Regions from separate parts of the Danio rerio genome. Here all the other regions are linked to region 1. The links are chromatin contacts, called in public HiCAR-type maps. All regions are on one chromosome and are shown on one strand. The core of a region is the stretch at or near the end of the contact, and the rest is flanking DNA. Distances in the headings are between cores, read along the strand shown. Region 1 holds the start of tcf12 (transcription factor 12). Region 2 holds the start of mtfmt (mitochondrial methionyl-tRNA formyltransferase). Region 3 holds the start of znf280d (zinc finger protein 280D).

The links. HiCAR-type assays count read pairs that join an accessible place to other places.
Region 2: a contact with region 1 is called in a HiCAR-type map of caudal fin, with 4 times the contacts expected there. The contact joins the promoter of mtfmt here to the promoter of tcf12 in region 1. A contact is called at or near these places in 1 of 18 Hi-C or Micro-C datasets (caudal fin) and 1 of 4 datasets of contacts at active chromatin or transcription factors (caudal fin).
Region 3: a HiCAR-type map of caudal fin shows a contact between it and region 1, with 6 times the contacts expected there. The contact joins the promoter of znf280d here to the promoter of tcf12 in region 1. A contact is called at or near these places in 4 of 18 Hi-C or Micro-C datasets (caudal fin, embryo, hematopoietic stem cells and 1 more) and 3 of 4 datasets of contacts at active chromatin or transcription factors (caudal fin, embryo and gastrula embryo).

What each region holds. Positions count from the first base shown.
Region 1 is chr7:54,153,494-54,158,313 of GRCz12tu, reverse strand. It overlaps tcf12 (transcription factor 12), which reads left to right and starts at 2,483. Exons shown (of 13, transcript NM_214816.1): 1 at 2,483-2,644. The coding sequence starts at 2,585.
Region 2 is chr7:54,356,669-54,361,488 of GRCz12tu, reverse strand. mtfmt (mitochondrial methionyl-tRNA formyltransferase) reads right to left here and starts at 2,217. Exons shown (of 9, transcript NM_001077542.2): 1 at 1,698-2,217; 2 at 1,415-1,615; 3 at 262-384; 4 at 58-160. The coding sequence starts at 1,921. znf280d (zinc finger protein 280D) reads right to left here. Exons shown (of 18, transcript XM_679451.9): 18 at 3,771-4,820. The coding sequence ends at 4,386.
Region 3 is chr7:54,314,859-54,319,678 of GRCz12tu, reverse strand. znf280d (zinc finger protein 280D) reads right to left here and starts at 1,847. Exons shown (of 18, transcript XM_679451.9): 1 at 1,739-1,847.

The sequences.
Region 1 (4,820 bases), core at 1,234-3,733:
TGTTAAAAAAACAGCCACAGGTCGCAACATTCGCCACTAGACTTCTTGCAGACAAGTGCATTGCTTGAAACTTAATACATGCACTAATCTTAATGTTATCAGTGCTGAAAGTTCAATTCACTTCATGTTTATTTCTGTAACGCTTTTACAATGTAGATTGTGTCAAAGCAGCTTAATATAGAAGTTGAAGTAAAATAAAACTGTCAATCCACTTTTCAGAGTTGAAGTTTAGTTCAGTTCAGTGTGGTTTAAATTTCACTGCTAAAAATCCAAACACTGAAGAGCAAATCCATTGATGTGCATCTCCACCAAGTCCCAACCAAACAAGTCATTCTAATTGTGTGCCGTCTGTGTGTCCAAATGTAATTTTTAGAAAAGTAAATACAGTATGCTAGCTTGGAACTATAAGATACTACACTGTTAAAAAAATATGTAATTCTACAGTTTATTTCCAACAGCTGGGGTGCCAGAAAAAAAAAGTAAAATAACTGCCGTTAAATTATAGAAATTTACAGTAAAATAACAGACTTTAAATTACAGAAATTTCCTTCAATTTAAATTTCTGGTAAATTTCTGTACTTCAACCTCTGTTATTTTACAGTAAATTTCTGTAATATAATAGCTGTTATTTTACAGGTTTTTTTCAGCACCCCAGCTTTTTTTTTTACAGTGTAGTTGCCATTTTCTTTATTCAACTTTAGTTATTAACACATTCTTAACCGCTTAACTGTATGCAGTCATTTTCATAGTTGCCCACAACTTTTTGTAATGCAAATATTTTGAAGTTCAATGTCTCAAAATATTGTCTCAGAATGCAGATTAAAATTACAATTAATACAAATCACTTTTATAACCTATGGAGTAAGTAAAATCTTTTTGCAAGTTCATTTTTATGACCAAAATATGAAATGATATATTAAAAACTGTTTTATGTTTTACTATATTTAAAAACTTGTACTCGTTATGACAAAGCTGACATTTCTGCAGCTATTATTGTAATTTTCTTTAGCTTTTTTTCATCCACCTATTTTTATGTGCATTTATGTGAACATAAAAAAACATATGCGCATAACTGAGTAGGATAAACTTTTATTCGAAAAGAAAAGATGTGCATGAACTACAATGGAAACACTTTTACTAAACAAATTTCAGAATGTGCATAAAAAAAGTTGTGATTTTGTTGTAAGAGCTCATAGGATAATAATAATGTGTGTGAATGGACAAATTAGCAGGCTGAGCACATTGTAAAACATCTGAAATGTTGTTTTGGCCATTCTAAAATGCCTTAATCACTTCAGTATTATTGTTATTATATTATTAATTACTTCCAGAACTGTCAAGAGCGTCTGTGCTTTGCGTCACTACGTGTTCAATGTTGTGTGTTGGCATTGTCTTCTGAGGCGCAAGTTATTTATTAAATAAAGATTGACGCAGCTTCTCTTACCGCAGCAAATTCAATTTTTACTTTTGATAGTTTGCACTAGTTAATCTGGTTTTGTCTTCTTTGACTCATTGAATGGGTCTTTTATGAAATATTCCAGTTTAGTGCATACAGTTTAGTGCATACATTTAATTTGCATCTATGGATAGAAACATAGCTAATGTCACGATTCTTCAAAATCATTCCAATTTGCTGATTTGTTGTTCTAGGAAGCACTGCATATTATTACCAATCAAAAAAGAAAAAAGAAAAAAACTGTGCTACTTAATTTTATTAAATTAATAAAAAAAAATTGTTTAATATTTGGAATCTGTGATGTATTTTTTGAGGTTTCAAATTTATTAGTAGTTGTACTTGTAGTAGTTAGAAAATATATTACTATTTCATATAATACATTTAGTATATTACTGTATTACTGTTATACAGCTATCATTCAAACTTTAGTTTTATATATACACAAGGCTATTGACTGTAGAAATCCTCTCCATAACCTCCATTCAACCCTTCAATAAAAGAAAAAAAACAATAATCACTAAACAAAAGATTAATCAGCTCAGGATTTAGTCTAGTGTGTGTTTCTGTTTCAGTGATTGTGTGCCGCTCTAAACCACATCAGTATAGTGTTTTATTTCATTTTCTGATACTCTGTGAAAGACAAGTCGAATCAACAGGTAAATGAAAACAACAGTGGTCTTAGTGTTTTGCTCGGCCCCTTTTCGCACGGAAAAAATCCACCATTCTAATTTCCTTTCTGTCTGTTTTTTTTTTTTTTTTTAAGTACAAGTCAATCCACTTACTCATTTGTTTTCCGCCCCTCCCTTGCTTTTTTATCCTCCATCTCTCCCCCCCTCCGCTCTTTGCCTCAGCACTTATGAGGCTTTAGGGGAGGCGAGCTCTGGGTATTGGTCCGTCCTCGTCCTCCTCCTCCTCCCATAAGCCACCCCCCTCCCTTCAGTGCCGGCGGAGTTGGTACGGTCCTGCTTTGCATAAGTTGTCTGTGAGTAGATCCATGTGTAGGGGGCCAGCACTGAAGGAATTAGTCCCTTGTGCAGCGGGTGGATGTATGAGTAGGGAGCGGGTTTGTGAAAAGTGATCCTCTGTATCTGCCTCCACGTCTTTTTCAGTATCGCTGAGGCTTTTATCATGTATTGCGCCTACCCCGTGCCTGGAATGGGCAGCATGTATTACTACAACGGAAAATCGGTGAGTGCCTTCTGTCCCTTGGGGAAAAGTGTGTAAGTAAACATGTTTTTCATGCGCGCGGTGGGCTGTCAGCTTAAATGGAGTGCTGAGCCGTGTCTGTTCAGCGTGTAGAAACTGAGTTGAGGGTCTCGCTGCTCTAGGCTCTGCCTATGTGTGTGTGTGTGTGTGTGAGACTGCTGAGTGTTTCCATTACCTCAGCCTGAGCAGGGTCAACATTTACTTTCGATTGCCATTTAGTATGGGTTATTACTCAGATTTCAACTGTTGTGAAGAGCTGAACAAAATGTCAAAACCTCTTTTTTTATGAGAAACTGGCAGATTTGCTAGTCTGTCACTGTTTCCTTGGTGAAAAGTGGTTATTTGTCTTGAACACTTGGTCTTGGTAGTTGATGCTGGCTGTGCTTGTTGCTCACCGCTTTTCTGATGGGCTCACAATAATAACAAGTGGGAGTCTGGGAGTGATTAAGGAAGAGAGTCTGTCTGTTGAGGTTTGACTTTCCTGTTTGCAGATTGAGCTTCGCTGTTCCTCCATCTGTTTTTAATCAGCCAGGCATTCTTCTCTCTACAGGAATCCTGATGGGACTCCTAAACCTCTCCACCACAGGCCCTTTGATTTCTGTGTGCCTCTCACGATGCCTGTTTGCCTGTCTGCGTGTGGCTGTCCGTGTGAACACTCGCTCGCTTGTGTGTGTGCTGAACGTTTGTCAGGTGCTGGATGATCAGATTGGTCCTTTAGGCTTATGAGAAACCTGTGCTTGTGTCTCATGAGTGGGTGTTACTTGGCTTTACTTAAAGGTTATGTGGCAAGATGGCAAAATCTGATCAAACTTCTGTGGGAAAGATGTCAGATGGTTTAGATAATTAACTTCAAAATTTAATAGGTGTGATTAGGAATGTGGAAGAGGATATGACGACTTGAACCTGCTCTTGTGCCATATGATAAGAGCGGGTTTGTCTTTACTTGGCTTAAAGTTTCTGAAAGGATAACAAAATCTGATGAATCTTCAATTAGGGTGCTTAAGTCAGATTAATTCATATAAAAAAGTGTAATTAGAAAGTATAAGAAACTCAAGTATGTTTAACCTTGATTAGCTACAAGTGGGAAGGTTTAGTTGAGTATTTTGGGGGCATATTTATATCAATAAATAGAGGAATTTTGTAGAAATAATAATGATTATTATCATTATCGTTCAGCTTAGAGTTAGTTTGTAGTGCATATTATAATTATCTATATTAAATAATGTCTGTTCCATGTCTTTAATTAGATGGCCAAGTAAACATGTGTTTGGCGGGGGCAGAATGTTCTTATTTCCTTAAAAGTGAGTCGCTGCTCCCCTGACGATGCAAAGCACTGAACGCACAACTTCAGTAGAGAGGAAAAAGTTTCCAGTAGATTTCCCTGATGTCTTTCTCTCTGTCTGTGCAGGACTCTGGAGATTTCTCCATCTGTTTGCTGAATTCAAGAATGATCGGTTAGCTGCCTAATATGAAATTTCTGTGTTGCTCACATTATTAATTCAGCTTTTAACAATGGCAGCAGCAATCTGTAATGTTTGTACAACTTTCCTAAAAGTCTGGCTGATTTCTAGAGACGAACGCGAGCTTGTGTTTTCACTTCTTTTAAGGTCATCTGACACAGTCCAGAGTTAGCTTTCCTCGTAGGCCATTATGACAGATCTCTTTGTTCCTGCACCACAAAGCTGACTTTGATCTTTTTATATTAAGTATTTCCAGCCTCGTAATGCAGGCTGGGAGGAAAGAGAAAATGAGGAGCATGTGGCTCGCTCGGGTCAGAGTTGAGCTTTATGATCCAAAGCAGTGGGTAAATGCCCAATAAACCCTTCCTTGTGTTGCTTTATTTATATCTTGGCACACAGCTATTATTTATTTATTAAATGTCAGATGCTGTGAGCATCAACAAAGATAAAAGTCACATTGATTTGTTTGAATGTCAAGCTGGTACCAATAGTTTTATAGCCGAGCCCTGGAGGATGAGCGGCCTCCCCGGCTTTGATTGGGTCAGTTTATGACGTGTGAAGTATTTTATTTCCTCTCTCCTGTTCTTGCATGTATGCATTATAAATGTTTGTCGAAGGCGGTAGCTTTATGTGTAAGATGTCTAATGTGGTCTTTTGCTTTTTTTTCTTTCTTTCTTCAGATTCACACTCAGCCTTTT
Region 2 (4,820 bases), core at 968-3,467, 200 kb before region 1:
GTGCTTGAGACAATGCGTGATGTTTTAATGAAAAGTGCATTTATAGGAGTAACTGACCATTCTGGAACCCATATCTGCCAAAGTAGCTCCGAGCTCTTCAGCAGTGCAGTTCTTCGGAATCTCGTACACCTCTTGCTGAAGAATGGGTCCCACATCAAATCTGACAAGAAATAAAAGTCATGTCAGGCAATTATACAGAGGTATTTAGCATATTTTAGTTAATCTTTCATAGGTCCTGCCTAGAATAAACACAGCATTTACCTCTTCGGTCTTATTTGCATGATAGTCACTCCTGTGACACTGTCACCGTTCAGAATTGTATGAAATATTGGAGCAGATCCCCGCCAGCGTGGCAAAAGACTAGGGTGCACATTCAGGATACCACTACAAAGAATAAAAAGAAATGATGATCTATTATAAGATGAGATCACAACAGACAGTAGTTGTACAGTCTCCACTCTATCAATCTTAATAATTACTATTCATTTTGTACATTAACGTTGATGAGTGATGTGCAGTTTTTAAATGGGACTGGAAGTGAACTGATCTTTTCTTTTACAGGTTATAAATCAGACTTAAATTAATCACTCTGTCTGTGAAAACAACATCTACCGACTGTCAATCTGAGCCTTACAGTTTTTCAAATGCAGATCTGTGGATTGTGTGATTGTAATTATTGTTTGTTGATGTACATGTGCACATTGATTGTACATTAAGTATTACTAAATTCTAATGATCCAGCATGTGTTTTCTACATTATAGGCACTGTAGCTAGGCTTTTTAAATGTGTATTTCTTTATGTAGTGACAGACTGATAATTTGTAATTTTTATTTTGTTTATGGATGAGGGATTGGAATCAATGTGTTTCTATTTTCATGTACAAATATCTTTCTATTTTTGCAATAAGTTAATAAACCAAACAAGAAATAATCACACTAAAAAGTCAATAATGCGGTCAAACTCTTAACTAAAAAAAAAAAAAAAAAAAAGAATAATTAATGGTGCAGCAAGGAGACAAAATACAAGTTGTGAAGTAAATATTTTGAGAATTAAGGTAAAGTATAAGATGTTAAACCTGATTTAAACCTTTAATCTACCAGTTTAACCTACCCACTTTAGGTCTCCAAAAGTATAAAACAGCAAGTTTCAGACACTTTGCTGAGTAAAGAATTGTGAAAAAAAATTTTCATAACTCAATGAATTATACAAGGCACTTCACCTCCAGGCTTTGATGACAATTATACAGCCCTTATTAAAGACTACATACAAAATTAAAAGCATTATTAAGACCATTAATTACGTTTGGAAAAGTTGGAATAAATTACTTCCGAAAAAAATCTCATCAAAACATAATAACAAACTAATTATGGACATGCTGAAGTCACATTCGTTTGATGAACCCTTATAACGTACTATGGCATTTTGTTGATGATGTTTTCCTTGATTAAGCTGCCAAATGACACCACCACACCAACATCAAAGTGTGTACTCATGTCCACATCTGGCCAGTGGTGAAGCGGAAGTCTGTGCTGCTCTGCATATTTCCTGACCGGAGCATCACGGGACAGCGTCACGACCTCAAGTGCATCGACGACTCCAGCTTTATTGTCATTTCTAATGAATACAGATGAATAACATGAATAACACAGCAAGGTCATAACGGACAATAATACAATAACATCCTGGATGTCATTACCGAGACAAATGAAGCAGCTTCAGTGACTCCAGAGCAAAATCATCACTTCCAAAGAACAGTATTCTCCAGGGCGGTTTAGACGCAGACTGTGTTTGAGTTACTAAAGATTTGCTTCTGCCCAAGAGAAATAAGCCTCTTCTATGGCGCGTGAAACAGATGCTACAAAGTCTCTGAGACAGCAAACGACCTGGGTCTGTGAGCTTTAAGAAGTTTAAGTTCCACATACTTTAATGTAAGATTTCATAAATGACAGAAACTGCCATTAACAGCTAGCGAAGTTACAAAACCATCAGTCCTCCATTAACGTTAAGCACGCAGAAGTCAGAAAGTCATGCTAATATTCTATGACAACTTCAGGTGAGACAACCTTGGCATTTTTAGAATCACGTTTCCAAAGTTGGCTCATTATACTAATCCGTTTTTCCCCAAAGCAGTAGATGACAGTAGCAAGGTTACGGTTAAGAATTAGATGTACACACTGGCGTATGTGTGCGGCGCCATGTTGACGTTGACGTCGTTTCCGCTTTGCGTCTCAAATAAAAGCTTTTTTGAACCAGCACAACTACTGTAACCTTTCTTCATTCAATCTTGACGTGCAGTTTTTGCTTTCCAACTGGATTTAGTTCACATTCACAGACTTTTTTGGAGCATTAGAACCTTAAAACCTGAATGCCATTGGGTGAGAAAAAGTTTGAACTTTCCATAATAAATATGGACTTTCCATATATATGAAGAGAAAAATCATTTCTGGATAATAAGAGATTCTATTTGTAATCACGTGCATAGATCTTCACATATCTTTACAAAAAAATTAGAGGCTATAGTAAAACTGCAGAACTTCCAAAGAAAGTTAATAATCTCATATATACATCATGATGACAGTAAATAATATTTGACTTTATATTTTTCAAGACACTTCTATACAGCTTAATGTGACATTTAACCAGGTTAATTAGGTTAACTAGGCAGGTTAGTGTAATTAGGCAAGTTATTGTATAATGATGGTTTGTTCTGTAGACTATCCAAAAAACTATTTGCCTAAAGGGGCTAATAGTTTTGACCCTAAAATGGTGTTTAAAATTTCTTCTGGGCTAATAATTCTGATATTATATATATATATATATATATATATATATATACACACACACACACACACACACACGTAATGTGTTTTAAAATATCTTCCAATCAATCTATATTTAACATCGCTGTGTGACAATGCATGACACATTATCTGCCTTATTTGTTGATAAATGCACAAGATTTTATTCGGAGTGTAATGCCTAATAAAATCAATATTTACCCAAGATAAATTTCCAATACAAGCAAATAGAAATAATGTGTATTTTCTTATTTTCCAGGAGCTCTATAACCAAATTAAGAACTGTTTCTTTCCTTCCCCATACCTCCTAAAGCCAAAAAAAGACTTTAAAATATTCAATATTTACCCATCTCCAGACTTTTATATAGCAGAACCTGCTGGTCTGATTCATTCGAGTGGTTAAATGTTTGTGTAAAAAGTTGACCTCCCAATTTTCTAAAAAATATATTTTCTTTTATTTATGGAAGATGTTAATATTCAATTTGTATTGAACAATATTCTAATTTTGGAGAAATTTTATATTTATAAATGCAAGTGCCTTAAAACAAAACCACTGTTTTTATTTTTCCAAAAGGAATTTTGGTTATACTGTAAATCTTTAAAGTTGTTATATATGTGATATATATATATATATATATATATATATATATATATATATATATATATATATATATATATATATATATATATATATCGGCTGTGTTTGTGCGTCTATTTCTTTGTTTAAACTTTTTTTTTTTGCATTATTATCATATTGATTTGATTATTATTTGTGCTCTGTTCTGTAAATGTACATGAAGTTGTTAAACGAACTCTGCCTTATTGTATTTGTGTTATGATGCAATAAAAAAAAAATTGCAAAAGTTTTCTCATTACAGCGTGAAACCCCAAGAGGGCGCACTTCACCAAATCAAGAACTTTGAGGAAAACATGAACACGGATTGGATTTGAATCACAAGGGCGCAAATGAATATGTTATAAAAAGTTTATTACTGATGAAGACGAATGTAATTTCTACAATGATTCTACAATCTCTCTCAATCAACAGGAGAAATGACTCCCATTGCAGAATCCTATCCAGATCAACTCCATATAACAATATGTTACACACAATCTAAAAAATAAAAATAAAATAACAGGACTCATCTTTGCATTCCTAAATACAGAAAAATTGCTGAGAACTAGTTTTTTTGTCTTATGAAACCACCACTTTAAAAAGGCAGATGTAGGAATCTAGATCTGTTAGGTCTGTGATCATCTGTACAATCACAACTGTGGATTGGAAAAAAAAAACTTGAGAACACTCATATACACGGAGCAACATTCACATCGCTGCCTTTACAACTCAATTTTAATCCAGGGGGTGCATTAAAAAAAGAAATTACATATGCAGGTACAGAAATATTGTACTCGCACAGTACATGATTAAAATAATGTTTTAACAGTATACTTCCATCTTCTTTTGGATCTACAAAAAGTTCTTAACGCATATCCTATATAAAAAACGGGGAAGAGCTAGTCATCATAACACTCTGCTGCTTCTAGAGTTTTGTGATGCTTCAATGGATCCTCAGTTATGTTAGCAGTTAACCATCAGTCTCCACTTGTTTGTTGTTTTCAGTTGTGTCGTCCTCAAGGACTTTGGACGGAGTGAGAGGTTCCAGCTGCGAGTCAGCGTTCCCTGCATCCAATCCATCAGTTTTACACAGAAAATCAGAGGGAGTTACGGCACCTTCATCAGCGAGGGCAGAAACAGGGCAGACTGGAGCCTCAGCGGGTGATTCAGGAGGAAGACTCTTGGGGGATTCTTCTACTGACGCCTCATTGGTGGTGGCTTCCTCCATGTCCTCCTTCACCTCATCCATGTCATCTTTGTCAGCTTCGGGTGCCTCTGAGCCATCCTCTATTACAGTGTCTTCATCTGGTATTGTTTGTATTTCACTGCTCTGAATGGGTTCGGTCTCATCTCTGGCCTCAGTATGTGGCTGGATGGGAGCTAGATGTTTGGAGTCATCGTGGAT
Region 3 (4,820 bases), core at 598-3,097, 160 kb before region 1:
GACACTAAGTTTAACATTCCATTTTACAGCGAGCAACGCCACAACTACAGGACCTCTTCTTTCTCTTCTCATAATGTAAGTAAGTATTCGGAGACTAACTCTGACTTCTGTTAACTCAAACCTGTTTTCCCTGTATCTCTAAATTTATTTATTTGTATGTCATTTTAGTATATGATATATTATTAAAAAATTTAAATGAAGTAGGCTCCATAATTACTCACTGGAGATTTCATATATAATAAAATTACAATAAATGTCTGAAGCTTCAATATAAACTTGCTAGTCAGTAGTCATTTCCAGTGTAGTCCTGTTGTGTCAAGCTCTGATCTGTCATCTGTCCTCTCTTGTTCACTGCCTATTTTGACTTGTGTCTGCTGTGGATCTCTGAAGCTGGATTCTCTGTTGGATTCGTTTCTTCCTCTGACTGCTTTCTCCATACCAACAACTACGCCTGGCTTCAGCTGCACCCCCCGGTCTGCTGTATTCTCCATCCTTCCCCAGTGTCAGCATTTTAATTTATATATTTATTTATTTACATTTTAATGATTTTTTGTTTACTTTTTTTGTTTGCTTACCCTTTTGTTTAAATGTGTGTGTGTGTGTGTGTGTGTGTGTGTGTGTGTGTATATATATATATATATATATATATATATATATATATATGTTTATATATATATATATATATATATATATATATATATATATATATATATATATATATATGTGTTTATATATATATATATATATATATATATATATATATATATATATATATATAAAGAGAGAGAGAGAGAGAGAGAGAGAGAGAGAATAAAATCTAAACTTTATTTTATACTGTTTGCTTAGATTAGATGTGTACTGTATGTATTAAATGTTGTGAAATATATAATAAAAAGTTTGATTATATTCATTTGTGTGGCATTTTTATACTTCAAAGTTTATACATGCAGTTGTTAAATTAAAAAATAACTGAACAATATTTAATATTAAGCAATATTGGAAAAGAATTACTGCTTATCCTGTATTCTAGGCAGTATTGATAAACTGCCACAAAAATATTAATACAAGTAGTAAAAACGCCGTCTCGCGGTTGCTGAATGTCGCACGACAACGTTGCTACAGCCTTCTCACTTCTTACATTTCTATGTTGTGACAATGTAGCAAGCACGTAAGCGGCAAATTGTCTTTGAAAAAATACAACGTTGTGCAGACATCGCTATAACGTAAATGTGTTTGTTGGGATGCTAATGTTTGAGAGTGCAGTAACAGCTGCGCCTAATATGTATATGCAAAATATTGTTATGCAAAACTAAGTCACGTTAAGTTTAAAACGCCAGCTATAGTGATGTGGAACCTATAATACATCTCTTGCAGGCTTGAGTATACAATCGACTGTTACTGCGGACATAGACCGGCTAAGATGCTAATTCAGGTTCTCACCATTGTCTCCAATTTAAAACGTGAAATCAACAAAGAATTAAGAAAGAAGAAGAGCACAGGTGTTAAGAAATTAGTTACATTTACACACATGTTTTCTTCTAAGGGCGTTATTTGGGAAAGCATTAGCAAGCTGGTCGGCTCTGTGTGGATGCTAACGCGCTAAAAAGCAAGAAAAATAGCTAGCCGCTGCAGGAAACGACACACCGCAGAAACCGCAAAGGAAACACTTATTATCTTTGTATATAGAAACAAATAGACAAACATCACAGATTAACAGATTTACACAATTCGACCTTACCTTTTAAAATCTCGTATTATTTACAAACAACATCAGTGTTGATTCAGACACGCTTACAGCAGCATGAACCGCGGAGGCTCATGGGAAATTCGAGGGGCTTTGTTGAGGGACCAAAAAGCTCTTCGAGTCTGAATTAATACCCTTTCCCCCCAGTTTAGACATACCAATATTAAAATACAGAACATGAAGTTATGTGCAGAGAAGAAACGAAACGTATTATAAACAATATTACATGTCAGACAATGAGAACCAGGCCAAAACATACGCTCTTTACATCATGGACTCTTAGTTAGTAAAGCTTTAGATATTAATACATGCATAGTGGTGCAATTAAAAAATATATACATCTAATTTACATGTAATAGATTATGTAAACTGTTTTATGTTACTCTAAAACATTTTATAACTTTAAAATGGCATTAGAAAAATATCATGGACAAGTACTAAATATGTTTATATAAGAGATGAACGAACTTATGTACAAGTTAATATCTAGGCTAATTCACTTATATAAATGTAACATTTGCAGGTAGAAGATTTAGAAATCTTGTATTGAATCTGTTTGTTTTGACCAACAGGTGGCACTATGAGTATTGTGATGAATATAAATGTCCTTTATAAATAATGAAAGTCATCACCATGATAGCTACATTCAGAAAGTTGGGAAATGATTTTTATGACTTTTTTCAGGATGGCTTGTAGTGTACATTTGTACGCGATTTTGATTTAGTGACATAAGACTATGTTCTGCATAGCATTTGGTCTGTGGTGTTCTATTTCTGTCTCTTGAACGTCACTAAATATCCTGGATATCATTATTTTGATTGAATTGTGAGCTAGTGGAGCACATAAACAGCTATACTAATTAATTGTAAAGTTATTTAAAAAAAACATGCACTGTATTATTCATTGAACTTGTATAAAATGCTGCTTGTTATACTGCTTAATTTTATGATAAAAGTATTTTCTATTTTTCTATTTTACTTACAGTGATTTAATCTTTGTTTTGCACATATATACAGCAGTATTATGGGCCTTCTAAAATAGGCTACACAAAAAGAAAGTCTAGGTGACGCAGTGGCGGAGTAGGTAGTGTTGTCGCCTCACAGCAAGAAGGTCACTGGTTCGAACCTCAGCTAAGTTGGCATTTTTGTGTGGAGTTTGCATGGGTTTCTTCCGGGTGCTCCGGTTTCCCCCACAGTCCAAAGACAGCGACCTAATTTGTCTGTAGTGTGTGTGTGTGTGTGTGTGTGTGTGTGTGTGTGTGTGTGTGGATGTTTCCCAGAGATGGGTTGCGGCTGGAAGGGGTTGCGTAAAGATTTGCTCGATAAGTTGATGGTTCATTCTGCTGTGGCGACCCCGGATTAATAAAGGGACTAAACCGACAAGAAAATGAATGAATGAATGAAATAGAAAGTATGTTAATAAAAATCAGTATGCAACAAACTGATAAACAGAAGCTCTCCACAGTTTAGTTCCAACCCTCATTAAACACACCTTATCAAACTAATTGTGTGCTTTATGCTTGTTTAAACCTACAGGTAAGTGTGTTGAAGCTGGGCTGGAACTTAACTCTGCAGAGCTGCAGTCTTCCAGGAATCCAGGAATAGACAAAAGTTGAATGAAAAAAAAAGGTACACTAAAGTATGAGCATACTGGCATCTTAAAAGTGACATATACAACAGCTTGTTACCTGAGAATTATGTATGATATAAAATCATGTTTTTTGTAGAATTTGTAGAAATTTTATATTATTATTTAATATTATTTATATTAGATTCAATTCTATATTATACATTGCTGAAAATGGTAATACCAATAATGATAATAGCAAGTCATAATAGTTACATTTAAAATAAACTTTTGTTTATTTATTTGGGTTGCCACAGCGAAATGAACCACCAACTTATCCAGCATATGTTTTATGCAGCGGATGCTTTTCCAGCTGCAACCCATCTCTGGGAAAATAAACCTATGTGTATGTGTTATATTTTCAATTATTATTATTACTATTTATTGCAGACCAATAAAACATGAACAAGGAAACATTTATTTGGTATCTTTAATAAGATAACAATATACTTATATGAGAACAATAAAAAAAATTACTTAAAATGAGCTAAATTTAATGAACCAGTACGGATAAACAGAAAAAATGCACATTATTAAAGGTAAATCACATTGTTAAATATGTTCTTATAGAGCATAAAAATATGCCAATTTGTCATTGTTTATGTGCCTGAAGGCTGAATTTCGAAAATTTTAGTAAGAAATAATTGAAGAATCAATGGAGATTAAAATCATTTTGATTACAAATAATTAATGAAAATTTACATTTAATATAAGCTAATGTAGTTTCCCAGTGTTGGGTTGTGGCTGGAGGGGCATCCGCTGAGTTAAACATATGGTGGATGGGTTAGCGGTTCATTCCGCTGTGGCGATCCCTAAATCAATGAAGGGACTAAGCCAAAAAAAATAAAAATAAATGCATGAATAAAGCTAATGTAGTTGGCAACATACTGAAGAGATAGTTGGTGAAGGGTTGCATAATGAAACATTGCTATTTTGCAATACTATTTGCAAGATGTCTGTGTTATTCATCTGCAGTATATTCATAACTGCTATTTGATAACTGTTGGCTGGATTTTATTTATTTTAATGACAATGACATAATGTGTTCAAATTTTGATCAAAGCTCCAAAGCTTTCTTATACAATTTAAAATTAGACAGAACAAAAATACCAATTTATTCAAATTCGACATAGTTCTGAAAGAGTGTGGATAAGTTCAGAAGGCTCCTGTGTATTTCAGCTGCTGAACTTGTTCCCCTGCTGCTAAGATATTCATGTTTCAGATATTTTCAGTTCCTAAAAATACGCATAGATCTAAACGAAGCCCACATTTATGTGAAGGGAGTTTGTAGGTAAACCAAACTGATTTTAGGAGGTGCTCCAGTGGTCCCCTAGCAAGGTTGTGTGTCAGGCTTTATGATTCGCCACACATGATATCCATCCGCTCGGCTGAAGAACAGCCGAGTCTACGGCGCTGGCGGAAGAACACGATTTCAAACGTCATCGCTGCG